2 separate regions of the Sus scrofa genome follow, and region 2 is linked to region 1. The links are chromatin contacts, called in public HiChIP or PLAC-seq maps. All regions are on one chromosome and are shown on one strand. The core of a region is the stretch at or near the end of the contact, and the rest is flanking DNA. Distances in the headings are between cores, read along the strand shown.

The links. HiChIP or PLAC-seq counts read pairs in DNA pulled down with a chosen protein or histone mark.
Region 2: a contact with region 1 is called in an H3K27ac HiChIP or PLAC-seq map of skeletal muscle. The contact joins two enhancer-like sites. A contact is called at or near these places in 4 of 47 Hi-C or Micro-C datasets (embryonic fibroblasts, fetal skeletal muscle, heart right ventricle and 1 more) and 1 of 2 datasets of contacts at active chromatin or transcription factors (skeletal muscle).

What each region holds. Positions count from the first base shown.
Region 1 is chr1:31,557,304-31,564,856 of Sscrofa11.1, forward strand. No RefSeq gene overlaps it. Among named protein-coding and RNA genes, the nearest start is that of CTGF, 110 kb to the right of the region's middle. Within about 2 kb of position 4,233, at least 24 of the 83 cell types and tissues checked have an H3K27ac peak or open chromatin away from gene starts, as enhancers often do.
Region 2 is chr1:31,695,919-31,703,471 of Sscrofa11.1, forward strand. No RefSeq gene overlaps it. Among named protein-coding and RNA genes, the nearest start is that of CTGF, 25 kb to the left of the region's middle. Within about 2 kb of position 3,508, at least 11 of the 83 cell types and tissues checked have an H3K27ac peak or open chromatin away from gene starts, as enhancers often do.

The sequences.
Region 1 (7,553 bases), core at 2,983-5,482:
AATAGTCATATGCAATGTGCAAAGTTAGTCTCATGTGTGAAAAAAAATTCATGTTTTCAAAGAGGCTTGAGGGAAATGTGGCAGGAATCCTTCAGAAAAAAAAGTCTACAGAGATGTCTCAAACCTCCCCGGGCAGCCATTTGTGAAGGCCTGCATCATTTGGATGCTGCTGAGACCCACCTGCCAGCAGCAGGAGCCTAAACAGGATGGCCCAAAATCCCAAGAAAATAATCAAGATAGAAAAATAAGCCATCGTCAGCTTCTGAATAATAAACTGGCTTACAGTCACATACAAAGCCATAGACTAAATAGAAATTTCCCGTCCTAAAAATGACATGTGTGCAGAATTCTTGGTGAATAATATCCAGCACAACATATACATAACATTAGCATTATTTGCAAACCTACTCTGAGTTGCCTTTATAGGAACAAGCTTCCCTCATTAAGATATTGCTGCTGGGTGAAAGGGAGAGATCCCCTGAGATGCAATGTGACGCTGCCAGCAAAACTGCATATGGTGTTAATACTAGAAAAACTACCTTCTTGGCTCTGTCACAAGATTCTCATTTTGCTAAAAGAATCAGGAATTTCCTAACTCAGTTGGCTTTTACTTTAGCAGGAGAGTTTCTAAATATTCTTAGCCAGTTGAGGTCTAAGGCTGTAAGACATGTCTAGATGTCTGGAGAAAGTTTGCATGTGTGTTTCTGTGCATTTCTTTACTTTGTGTTTTTGTATGCACAGAAAAGAATAAAATATGATAGTCTTCATTTATAAATTGAACACACTGATGCCCTTATTTTCTAGCAATGATGATCTATGTATAACCTCAAATTCTCTTAAGAAAAAGGGCAAAAAGAGGGCTGGGCAAACTCAGGGTTCACAAACAAAAAGACCTTCAATTGGCTCATGCAGCAACTGAACCTGGAAAGGTAGGATAACTTTCAAGGGCCCTGTCTATACAAGTCCTCACTGTGCTAAATTTTAAAAATTTCAAAGTAAAAGGTATGGTTTTTTTTAATCATTGCATATTTAGTAGCAATATATGCATCTAGGTTCTGGTTTCAGTTCTGCCGGTGGCTAGGTGACCAAGGATAAGTAGCATAGGCCCTTCTACTCAGTTTCTCTATTTATAAACTGAGAAGGAGAATGACAAGAAAATGAAAACAAAAAAAGTTGTAGAATGTAGAATCAGAAGAATTGGGTTGAAATTTGAAATGACCGAGCTCTCGAGGCAGAATGCTTTCGAGGTAAGTATATGCTGACCAATTTCCAGAGCATCAGTCCTGCACTAAAGCTGCCATTAGCAGATGGCTATAGAAGAGAGATACTCAAAAACATTGCTCCAAAAAAAAAAAAAAAAAAAATCACACCATACTTTCTCCATTAGGTAAATAAGTCTCTTTCTACACTGCAGCTATCAGAGTGCCTTCTATGACACATCATTATAGTTTTACTTTAGTCATTTTACTATCAACTTGCTGCTATTGCTTTTCTGAGAAAAAACATTTCACTGGAATGTGGAACTCTTAAGTGTGAGTTTTATTATATATTGACACCACCAGTTTTTTCCTGTGATTTAAACTATATATGCCTTTTAAATAAACAATGCCATATCTTCAAATGGAAGGTTCTGGAAGAGAATCATAGAAATTTAGAGCTAGAAAGGAACTGTAAGCAATGTATTTCAGTAATATTGTTTATATAAATCTCATAGCCAGGATAAGGCAGATTCCTATCCCTGGGCTCTTAGCCCAGCACTATCTATTATCACCAAAGATAATAGTCTCTCACATGAATCACTGATTCTTGCCAGTTGCTGACAGCCTGCTTTATTCTGATCTCTCTTCATAAAAAACACAGGATAGTTTAAATGTTCTAAGATTTTTCATTAAAAAAAAAAAGACTTAAAGAGTTCCCGCTGTGGCTCAGTGGGTTATGAACCTGATTAGTATCCATGAGGATGCGGGTTTGATCTCTGGCCTCACCCCGTGGGTTAAGGATCTGGCGTTGCTGTGAGTTGTTGTGTGGTTCACAGACTTGGTTGGATCCTGAGCTGTCATGGCTATGGTGTAGACCACAGTAGCTGCAGCTCTGATTTGACTCCCAGCCTGGCAACTTCCATATGCTGCAAGTGCAGCCCTAAAACAAAACAAAACAAAACAAACAAACAAACAAAAAAACAGACTTAACCAAACCAAACCAATCAAAACCAGGTGAAATCAGTATATGACCAGTAGAGTTACAGAGTTACCTACTAAGTGTTTTTGTGATACAAAGAAAAGTTATCACTTTTATTTCAGGTGGTAGAATCTAGCAGTCAGAGCATATATTCTGGAGTCATAAAAGGCTGCAGCTCTGCTATTTACTAGTTGCATGACTTTTTTAAGCCTTAATTTTCACATTTGAAAACAGAGATAATAATAACAGTTATTTCCATAAGGTTGAGAAGATGATGTAAAATCATCAATGCACATACTCAGGTCAGTGCCACTATTATAATTTCCTGATATATTATCCCTTTATATATTTTAATGTTACCAATTAAAATAATTGCTCAAGTTAATGTTTAAAGTTTATAATGATAGTTTTAATTTATAGGTATATTACTTCACTTGATCCACTCAAGAATCTGCTAAGATAAAACCCGGAATACCAAAAAGGTTGATCTAGATTTTCTTTTCTCCTTCATTCTTAAGATGCTTGCTCCATTAAGGTATTGAAAAGGAAAGCTTAGGAAAGACTTTCAGAGTTAAGTCTCAAATTCATAACATGACCTGATCTAAATTCAACAACTGCTTTCTAGTGTAAATCTGATGGCTTAGCAGTGTTGAGTTAGAAGAAAAGTTTCTCTCTGTTGTTACCCCAACATGAATAGGAGATGATACCAGTCACAAGCACATCCTGCAGATGGATGCGCTTCTGGGATGCTGAGATTCTCACAGACATCAGTCTGTGTCTACAAGAGAGCACAACATATCAATTTAAATAAACCCTCTTATAAAGAACTACATTTCTCATATGCAATTTTGCTAAGAAATTAAGTTTAGCTAGGAAGACAGGTTTAAAAGAATGGGTTATCTTAAACTGACCAATTCTCAGAATACTAAATGCTTACATAAAATCAAAGAGAATAGCTCAATGCTTCATAAACAAAAGCTAAAAATATACCGAGAAGACTGTCTCCTCTGATCAGTCATCTTCCCTAACTACCTAAACCTGTACCTTTGTCTATCTTTCAGAGTACCAGCACCAGCACCCCTTTAGTCTGAATGGCTAACTTTTCCTAAAAATAGCCAACAGCTTTATTCTCCCTGGGAGTAACCAAGCCAGATGAACCTTCATATTTGTAATATCCAGATGCTATGGCCTATTTCTGGCTGCTCCATAGCCCAGAGGCCACTGAGTCAATAAGTCTAGGGTTTCCAAAGGACTACATTGCTCCAATACCTTGCAGACATACTTCCCATTTGTAATTTTTGCCTTTGATTTGCATTTCCCAATAAAGGGCACTCTTGGACTGGGAAACAGGAAACCACGAGAAATGATTCCAGTTCTATTATAAATGGCTAGGTTATCAGGTTATATTTTAATTTTTACATCTTGTTTTCTTCAGCTAAAGAAGAGCTTGGACTAAGGGCTTTTAGTGTCCTTCGAAGACACAAACATTCTATGATTCTGAGTGGTTTACCACTAGTTATCAAATAATTTACAGTGTCTTCTTGTGCTTGTTTGTTTAGTTGCTGTTTTGTTTGTTTCTTTTCATTTTGCTTCTGTGCTTTTCTTTCATCCTGAGGAACCCAGTGTTAGGTAGAAAACTATCCCATGTCTTTAAACAAGCAGGGCAGTCTGTGTCCACTAAGGATTCAGACCTGGTTGTCCTTGAATAATGTTTTCTAAAGTCAGAGTGAAAGCTGCAATATAATTGGCTGAGAGATATTGCCTGGGAAAACTCAGAGTCCTCTCACAGACTTTTACATTATCCTCTGGAGTACCTCAAGTTCTATTTATTCTCCAAGCACTGAAATAACCCCGGCATATTTCAGTAACAGCTCAAGAAAGAGCATCTTTTTGACTTCACCATTTATGGTTTCAATCCAACTGTTTCCATTTTCAAATCGCATGCTGTTCCTGAGCTGGGTTCTCACAAACGTGACATACAGCCACGTCTCCCCCAAAAGGGCAACGGATGCCTGCTGGGAAAAGGCACGTCAAAATTCCAACCAATCACTTGGAGCTTTTATTCTTAACCCAGCCCAAATAGTTTAATAGCTCTTCTGGCCTGTTATAAATAGGTCCTGGTGCCTATCACTCCAGCTCACTGGGAAAGAATGCAAACAGTCCCAGGAATGAAATACTCAGGAAGGTTGCTCTGCTTGGTAAGAGCTATTTTATTCTAAATGACAAAATTTCCTCCAGACACATAGAAAGTCTTACGTTTTCAGTCTGTGAGTTTCTCATCCTAAGGAATGATGTGATGTTTCATATGAGAAAAGAAAAAGAAAGAAAGAGAGAGAGAGAAAGGAAGTTACATCAATGGTAAAAATGTGCTGAGCAAAACCTTTCTCTCTTAGTTGGCCTTTAAAGGAATGCTCATTATTTTGACCAAATCTGTGTGGTCATGCTGCATTCCCCAGGAATAAATATAGTTCATGTAAACGCCTGTTCAGAAGGACAACTAGAAAGTAACGGCATGAAGTGACAAGAAACACACTGAAGAAGACACCAAGTTGAGGCCATTGATTGAATCAATAAAAAAAAATTCAGGAAAAAAATTTCAGTAAATGGACTTGTACTTTTTCTCACAGTGAATGTGAGAAACATTCTATATTGTTATATAAATAGTTTTTTTTTTCCCTTAGAATAGAAACCATCAATGTCGCATGCAAGAAACAAATACGTGAAGATAGATACAATTCCAAAATTTTCCACTTCAACTATCAGTAAACTGTCATGTTTGTAATGGGGATTTTGAGTTTTTGATTTCTGAACTTGGAAATTTTTCTCATTCCTGCTACAAGATAAGAAGAAAGCGCATGATAAAAATGTATGTCTTTTGATTGTGACAAAAGACAATCCAAAAGGGTTTCTGTGTCTTTGAAACCTAGATAATGTACCTTTTGCCAAGATCACCACACCTCAAATTCAAATGACATTGATTTCTAGCTTTTTACAGCTGCAGTTCTTTTCTTGATCTAAATCCCTTGATGTGCAACCAGGAAGTTAGATGCTGTATGCTTTTCTGAATACAGTTTTAATAATCCTGGATTTTTTGAGGATTCTTAGAATAAACTTTGTTCATAACATACGGTATATAGAAATATTTGGACACACAATAATGATGTTATATGATGTTCACTTTTGCATAATATGTTACAGAGTTTTAATTCTAGTCTGGTTCATATTTATAGGGGAAATCATAATTCCATTGATGCCAAAATATAACTTGTATCTATAATGTTGTTAGAATATTTAAACAAGGAGACCACAGACCGCGGTGTCTCAGTAGCCTACACAAATGAGCTGGAACCTAAGCCAAAGTTGAGGCACTGGAATCCAAGAAAATGAAACTTAAGTACAACCAATCACAGCCAACAAGGCTTTCCCAAACAAGGCAATGGCTTAAGCAATCACCAATCCAATCATTTCTTAGCTATGGTTCAGCCTCTTCTCTACAAAAACCTTGTCCCTTGCTCCTTTTGGTGGGGCTCCCTTAACCACTTTTGGTTTGGTGCTGCCTGTGTTGAATTAATATATACTCAGACAAACTCCTGAAAAATTGTAATGTTTACCTGTTAACCAAGTCTAATCAACGACAATTTTCTTGCAATTAAAACTAGGAAAGTGGAGGTCCCCTCATGGCTCAGGGTTAACGAACCCTACTAGTATCTATGAGGATGCGGATTTGAACCCTGGCCTCACTCATGGGTTAAAGATCCAGCATTGCTGTGGCAGCTATGTGGGCTGGCAGCTGCAGCTCGGATTTTACCCCTAGCCTGGGAACTTCCACATGCTGTGGGTGCAGCCCTAAAAAGACCAAAAAAAAAAAAAAAAAAAAAAAAAAAAATTGAAAAGTTATTGGAACAACCGTCCTTAGGGTTTTTTAGTTGACTCTTGGTCTCAGAAATAGCAACCTGTCTAAAACCAAGTGTTAACAGAATAATGCTGGAGTCATGAGGCATCTTAAAAAATAGTTGACTACCTTTTTTGGCTAGCCCAGACATTGACTATGCTTGTCAAACTCTGATGACATGTACATGCAAAGGCTTTATTCCAGGCATTTGAAATTTTCTAATAAAGTTCATATAGCTTCTAAAAAAAGTTGTTTTTAAGTTGAATCTTCTAAATTGCTTTTACTTTAAAAAAAAAAAAAAATCCCTTCCCTCTCCCACTGCAGTATGGGAGTGCTATGGTTAATTATCCTTCAAACCAAAGTGTGGCAGATAATCCGGAGGCTATTAAAATTCTTATGTAAACTGACTCTGCCCCTGAAGAAGTATATACACCTATTTTTTCCTAATTTAAATATATTCTTCAAAGAATTTTTACTGAGGGGGACTCATTTCAGTTTCTTGGCATTTGGGGTGTTTGACTCTACCTTTCCTGGCCAATTAATTACCTGGCCAGTTAACACTTGTCAGTGTTGTCATCTGCCACCAAAATCCCCAGATAAAATGAGAATTTGATTAATTGCACAGAGCATAGTTAATCACGGTACTTGTCATGTTAACTAATGTACTTATAAAGTCTAAGTCTAGAGTCCAACTTAAAATGGTATATACATTGACCCACTCACTTTTAAGGCAATTCAAAGAGCAGAATAGTTAGAAATTTCAAAATGTGAATGCAGGGTCTTAAAGCAGCCCATAACCATACTTGAGACTCAGCCTACCTTTCTAATTTCCACATACTAAGGAAAAATAGAGTGAAATCTTTAGTCCATTTCCTCTTGTCAAAGTAGGCAAAAATCATTTAAAATCTGGACAATAACTCCTCTAGTTTTTAAATCAAGAAATGAAATTTTTCCATCACAGCTACCCATAACGTGAGACCTTGCAGTATAAGTACAATAAGACATGTTACAAGTTTTAGTGAATAAAGACAGATGGGGATCTGAAAAAATACTGACCTTTCTAATTATATTACAGTAGTCCAGCTGTTAAACAAATGAACCTCACTGCTAATGATCGTATTACCAAGTTAATGGAAAAGTGGTTAAACCATTTCTTTCACAAATATAGACATTTCAAATCAATGTAACTGAAAAAGTGCGAGCCAGTAGAGTGGACAAAATTAGAACATTGTCTTATTTTAAAATTAGAGCAATTCCCAAAGCCTCCATTTACTTTATACTTGGAAATGATGAGCTTTGGCCCTAGTTTCAGTTAAAAACCACTATCCTAGGTACTATTTCCCTTTTCTTTACAATTTAAATTTTTAAAAACCAGTGTCAGCAATTTCACATCCTCTCTTGCACCTGGAAAAGTGTTCCTTCAGATTTGCAGGTTACTCTTCACTTTCTACTCATTTCACTTCTTAGCTCACTGTGAAAAGTT
Region 2 (7,553 bases), core at 2,258-4,757, 140 kb after region 1:
TACCACACTGTCCAGAACGGCAGCCAGATGTCACCACTGAGCACTTGAAACGTGTCTCCTGTAACTCAGGAACTAATTCTTAAACTTTAATTTAATTAATTTAATTTTACAGCATAAACTGACATACAGCAGAAACTGACACGACATTGTAAATAAACTATAATTTAATAAAAAAGAATTAAAACAATAAAAATTTTAAAAATTAAAAAGTGAAAAAATTTACGTTCAGTTTTTCGAAAACTTTTATGTATGTTTTTTATGTGGAATAACGGGGTACATGAATCTATTTTTTAGCTATACATTTTCTGAAATCTAAAAACATCAAGTATTTCCCCCCAAATTCAGTGAGATGACCAGTAAGTATAAAATAAACACCAGATTTCTAAGATTAAATATGAAAAAATGTAAGATATATCAATTTTATATTGATTACATATGTATATTTTATTGGTTAAATAAAATATATCATTAATATATTTTATTACATAGATTAATATATTGTTAATATTAATAATTTAACATATTTAAATATAACATGTTAAACATTTATATATTAACTTTAACATTTCTATACACGTATGTGTGCATATATTAACATTAACACTTATATACATGTAAAATTAATATATTTCAGAACATATTAATATGTCATTAATTTTACCTATTTCTTTTTACTTTTTTTTTTTTTTTTGTGGCCATGCACCTGCAGAAGTTCTGGGGCCAGGGATGGAACACACAACACAGTAGTGACCCAAGCCACAGCAGTGACTGTGCTGGATCCTTAACCCACAGCCCCACCAGGGAATTCCTCTTTTTACCCTTTAAATGTGACTTCTAGAACATTTTAAATTACATATGTGACTCATATTTCAATGGAAGAGTGTTGCTCTATTACATATTCATGTATATCCTCTAGATTGTTAAATACATATAATTTTAATGGTCAAGTACTAGGCAAACCTTTTAATAATCTTTTTTCCACCTCTCAATATGTCAAGAACATTTTGTCATATGCATAGATATTCATCTACAACCTCATCAGGACTAAAATAAATGAGATCCTTGTTTGCTGGGTGAGCTTATTGCTGAGCAAATAATATGAGTTGAATCTCCATTCCTTACTGGGACTTTTCCCTAGAATACTTATGGCAGAGAACTAGGAGGTAGGGGAGAAGTGATTTTAGGGAGCAGAGTAGAGACTTGGATGAAAAAGTGTTTGAGCTAAGCCATTCATATTGCATTTGCCCTGGTTGCAGTAGCAATAACAGACTATTGTCTGTCAATATTGGATTAGTCTCTCATTCAGGCTTATGATCAAGCAATAACGCTATTTTTAGGAGATGACTCTGTAGAGTTGACAAATCATGAAGTAGCTGCAGACTGCTTCTAAGCAACCAATGCAAAACAGATTAATAGGACTTGCTGCATTAAAGGCTTACAAGAGAGCAGGGAGTAATAAAGTCTCAAAATAGATTTTCTTATAAGAAACTTTCCCCTTAAATGTCAACTTTTGAAGTTCAACTCAAATATAGCAAATCTGGACCTCTCACACATAAGGAATAATTATTTTGTACATATGCCTACATATTCTGGAATAGAAATTCTCAGCTACTTCGCATTTCCAGATCTCAAAGCAATAGTAAATGACGCCACTATTCCTTGCACAGAAAAAATTGTCCAGAGAAAATATTCACGATTAATGCTCCTTCTCAGAGAGGTAGCAGGGTAGTGTGGAAAAATTCTGAGTTTCTAGTGTCTCAAAGATTGGCAGTTAAATCCTGGATCCACGTTTATGGTTGTGCAACTTTAGAATGTAATTTAAGCTTTCGAAATTTCAGTTTTCCCAACTGTGAAAAGAAGCAATAATAAGTGCCTTCTATGGCAATGTGAGTATCAAATTTAGCATTGCATTCAATGAATTCTTTGAATCACTTTTTATGTTGTAGGCACATAGTAGCTGATATATAGAAAGCAATCAGAAATAGTCTTTTTTTTCCCCACCTATGTTACTTAAACATCTAATGTCATTACATTAGAAAATATACAGGTAAAAGAGCAGAGATAAAAGGAAAATAGAACTCAAGCACGATACCCTGCCACAAAAGACTATGTCTAGTTTGGTTTTTTTTTTCTCATTTCACTTGCCTGTAATAACTTGGAATCCACTGCAGCATAGTCATTTGCTCTTCCCTTCAATATCTGTGGTTATCTAATCATCATATGAAACTGACAATCATCCCCCCTCCTGCATTTTTAACCTCCATCAATGGGGATGTCAGATGAGGAGCTGAATCTCTACATTCAGGAATTAAATAACAAAACAAGACCAAAGTAACCAAAGTATTGAAGGCTTTATTACACATCATATTAATCACATTAAAATGCACCTACATTCCTAATTATACATATAGATAATTATAGGAATTGAGGCTGGAGTTCCCACCATGTTGCAGCGAGTTAAGGGTCCGGCGTTGTTTTGGCAGAGTGGGCTCCAGCCCTGGCCCAGTGCAGTGAGTTAAGGATCTGGTGCTGCTGCAGCTGTGGCATCTCTCTAAGCTGCAACTCAGATTCAATCCCTAGGCCAGAAACTTCCATATGCCACAGGTGTGGCCAAAAAAAAAAAAAAAATAGAATTCAGGTTAGAGGTTAGTTGACTATCTGACATATTGTTTTGTGTTGTACATTGTGACCTATTTATTAATTTTGACTTAATAAAATTAGTCTGGCATTTTCTTTTTGTGACTTGGAGATAAAACTGCTTTTCAAATTACAAACATTTTTTTAGGACTTCAAAGTCTTGTGTACCTGGGCAAGCACTGTATCAGATTATCTAACAGATGAAAGACTGGGTTGTAAGGCAGGGCTTCTCATAATTTAGTGAAAAGACTGTTGGTCCCCAATCCTAGAGATTCAGCGTGTCTGGGTGGGATCTAAGAATCTTCATGACTAACAGGTTCCCCGGCAAGGCTAACACTATTAGTTTCAGGACCACGCTTTGAGACTCACTAGCGTTGTGTTTGTGTTTATGACAAAACAGACAATCAAGAATAGACCATTCGTGAGGGGAACTACACTGAAATAAGCAAGGATGTGTGCAGGTAGGATATATTTGTTTTTTACCTCAAGCCACTTACTATGTGGCAAGAGTGAGTGGTGAAAGTCGTGGTATTGGTACAAAGAACAGGGGAGCTCTGGTTTTTCCATTAATTGGTAGAATTCTCCTTTCCGGGTCCCGGTGCTGCCTGGTTAGAGAGAAATATACAGTCTAAACATGATTGCAAAACAGGAAGGCAACAATCTGAGTGAGAAGGAGCCAACTGGCACACCGGTTGGCTGAGGGGCAAAACCTCAGGACCAGCTACTCTATCACAGCCTTAGAAAACAGCTGCTGAAGATCTGGCAGTGAACTGAAGAGGGGTAACCTTGATGTCCAAATGAGGGTACCTTGCAAGGAAGAAATTGTAGCCAGCCGTAAACAACCATCCCTGGACCCGGCAGGACCTGGCGCTCAACAGCGACACCATGTGGCAATAACTGACAATAAGCTGTGCTGAGGGACAGAGCGGTTCTCTTTGCCTGGAGCTTGAAGGGGGCTCACTCTCTTTGCCTTAAATAATAGGGAGGAATTCTTTGGAGTTCCGCTTGTGGCTCAGCAGAAACGAACCTGACTAGTGTCCATGAGGATGCGGGTTCCATCCCTGGCCCTGCTCAGTAGGGCCGTGCCTGTGGTGTATGGAGAGTCCCAGGCTAGGGGCCCAACTGGAGCTACAGCTGCCGACCTTATGCCACAGCCCCAGCAACTCAGAATCCCAGCCGCGTTTGCAACCTACATCACAGCTCATGGTAACACAGGATCCTTAACCCACTGAGCAGGGCTGGGGATCGAACCGAATCCTCATGGATCCTAGTTGGGTTTGTTCCCGCCGAGCTGCAATGGGAACCTCCAGACCATGAAGTTCTGATGCCAAGAGGTGGAGATGAACCCAAGGCCAGAACACTTGACGGGGTGGACTAGAAAAAACTCAAACCACTAACACAGGATAAAAAGTGTTGTGTGCCCTGATAGGACCAAAAGGAGACCAAAAGTCTCCTCTGGCATTAAGAGCTGTGGGGCTTTCCAGAGCGGTATGAGGTTTGAAACAGCACTGCTTACGTAGTCTGGGATCCCTCAAGCTAGGAGATTAAGATAAAGGTGAGTCCCAAGATGCTATCTTCAGTGCATGCCGGAAACCTTTTTGGAGAGGCGTATTTTCAAGCCAGGCTGTGGAGAATTTCCGTGAGTTCACAATTCAAACTTACAAAACCTTGATTAAAATAATCTTTCATGATTGTAAATCAACTATACTTCAATAAAACTTTAAAAAATGGAAACACTAAAAGAAAAAGAATTTTAGGCCACAGGTTAAAAAAAAAAAAAAAAGGAAAAGAAAAACAGTCTTTCATGAGAGAATGTTAAGCCACAAAAGATGGCATTTTAGACCCCTAAGAATTCATAAAATGAGCAGAACCTCAGTTCCGAGTGGGGTTTGGGACAAGAAATAGGTCTCTACTCTGTGCAAAGGGTGATGGCTGCCAGGGGGTCCCCTAAGCTCTGTGCTGAGAGGATTCTGAAGCCACATCCAGGCTCAGTGGAAGAGCCTAACTGTCACATATGGTGTTCTCTTCCTATTGGAAAATTCCGTTTTATTTTCTCTCTCTGGATGGGGGATACCAGGACCTATCAAGTGGTTTGTGGTAAAAAAGGATATGAATAAAAGAGAAAAAAGGAACCTCGAAATGCCCTCCGCAATGCCTTGCCCACCTCCCTCACTCCTTCGTGTTCCCGTTGCCCCATCACTTACCAGGGGCTCAGAAGAGAAGTGTAGAGACCTGCCTCCAGCACTGGGCAGTGAGCTCCTGATGATGTTTCATTCCAATGTGTTTAGGCTGAGGGCCTATCAAGGTACTTGGAACAGAGCCTGGGTTTCCTAAAAGTGTGCTAATAGAATTAAAGAAGAGTTGTGAGTGAGGGGAGTTAAAAGTCAGAAGTAAAATCTTTTTTTTTTTTTTTTTTTTTTTTTTTTTTTTAAGGCCACACCTGCAGCATATGGAAGTTCCCAGGCTAGGGGTCAAATCAGAGCTGTAGCTGCCGACCTACGCCCCAGCCGCAGCAACACCAGATCTGAGCTACATCTTCGGCCTACGCCCCAGCTCACGGCAATGCCAGATCTGTAACCCACTGAGCGAGGCCGGGGAATCTAACCTGCATCCCATGGATACTAGTCTACTAGTCAAGTTGGTAACCTGCTGACACAAAGAGAACTCCCTAGAATTATGTTTAATGTAAGCAATCACTTCATTCTTTATGTTGTCTTCCTAGACAAATGAATGAAAACCATTCCCTTGAACAAAAAAAAAAAAAAAAAAAAAAAAAAAGAAAGAAAAAGAGAAAGAGAGAAAGAAAGAAAGAAAGAAACAAATTTACTTATGTTTCTCCTGCTTCCCCAGCACCTATCTCTGTTCTGGGCATGTAACTGATGCTCAACAAATTCTTTTTTTCTTTTTAAAAAATTTTCATTGAAATTTTTGTTGATTTACAAGAATGTTAGTTTCAGGGGTACAGCACAGTGACTCAGTTATACATGTGTAAATGAATGCCTCTGAAAATATACATATTTTTCAGATTCTTTTCCCTTATAGGTTATTACAAAATATTGAATGTAGTTCCCTGTGCTATACAGTAGCACTTGGTGGTTATCTATTTCACGTATGGTTGTGTGTATATGCTAATCCCAACCTCCTAATTTTTCCCTCCTCCCACCCCCCCTTTATAACTATAAGTTTATTTTCCATGAATTTAAGTCTCTTTCTGTTTTGGAAATAAGTTGGTTTGTATCTGTTTTTTTGTTTTTGTTTTTTTTTGCTTTTTAGAGCCGCACCCGTGACATATGGAGGTTCCCAGGCTAGGGGTCCAATCGGAGCTACAGCTGCCACTTACACCAGAGCCACAGCAACGCAGCATATGCGCCACATCTGGGACCTACACCATAGCTCACACCAACGCTGGGATCCTTAATCCACTGAGTGAGGCCAGGGATCAAACCCATGTCCTCATGGATCCTAGTCAGGTTCATTAACCACTGAGCCAGGAAGGGAACACCTGTGTGTGTTTTTTTAGATTCCACATATAAGCAATATCATATGATATTTGCCCTTTTATGGCTTATTTCACTTAGTATGATCATCCATATTTGATGTAAGTGGCATTATTTCATTCTTTTCAATGGCTGAGTAATATTCCACCTTTTAATGACATATATATCTATATATCTATATATCTTTATCCATTCATCAGTCAATGGACATTTAAGTTGCTTCCATGGCTTGGCTATTGTAAATAGTGCTGCAATGAACATTGGGGTGCATGTATATTTTCAAATTGTTGTTTTCTCCAGATATATGCCCAGGAATGGGGTTGCAGGATCATATGGTAGCTCTATTTTTAGTTTTTTAAGAAACCTCCACACCGTTCTCTATAGTAGCTGTACCAGTTTACATTCCTACCAACAGCATAGGAGAGTTCTTTTTTCTCCACACCCTTTCCAGCATTTATTATCTGTAGACTTTTTAATAATGGCCATTCTGACTGGCATGAGGTGGTATTTTATTATAATTTTTCCATGCATTTCTATAATAATTAGCGATGTTGGGTGTCTTTTCATGTGTCTTTTGGCCCTCTGTCTGTTTTCTTTGGAGAAATGTCTATTTAGATCTTCTGCCCATTTTTTTGATTGGGTTGTTTGATATTGAATTATCTGAGCTGTCTGTATATTTTGGAGATGAATCCCTTGTCAGTTGAGATGCTCCGCACGTTCTTGATAAGTGATTAACAGATCAGCTTTTTCAAAACAAAGCTTCTTTAACTCTTGGCCAAGCTACCTGTCTTCCTGGAGTCCCAGAATCTACAGCCAGAGTAGTGACACTCACAGGTTAGAAGCATCAAAGGTAGCCATCGGCCCACAGGGGACAGTCCCTGTGGGGCACAGGACGTCAACTAATGAAAGGGCTAGCAGCGAAACTGCCTCCGAGGCCACCTAAAAACTATTTTTATTCCTCACAGATATTTTCCACTCCAAAACTGCTGCCTTTTTCCCCTTGACAAGTCTCTGATTTCCCCATGAAATTTTGGGCTTGCTTTCTTCTAGTTTCAAACCAAAATTCCCTCCCCAGAGATATGTCTCCAGACCTGGCTCTATGAGGGAGGCTAACAGAGCGGGCCTGCGGGGTGTTAATGGCACCTTTGATAGAGATGAGAACACAAACAGCCCTCTCCCCTCCAGGGACGGCTGCCAAACTGGCAACCACTTGAAATAGACAGCACTCAAGTCCTGCCAGCCTCGCCCTCCTCGCCTTCATCATAACCACCCCCCCCCCCGGAATCCGAAATCTCTCCCCATCACTCACACTCCTGTTTGGACTGGCCAAGGGAGTGACTCTGGCAAGACTCTCAGGATATTCTTCATGAACCCTGGCACCCCACTTTGTGGTCCAGTCAACCACCGTGGGTTAGTTCC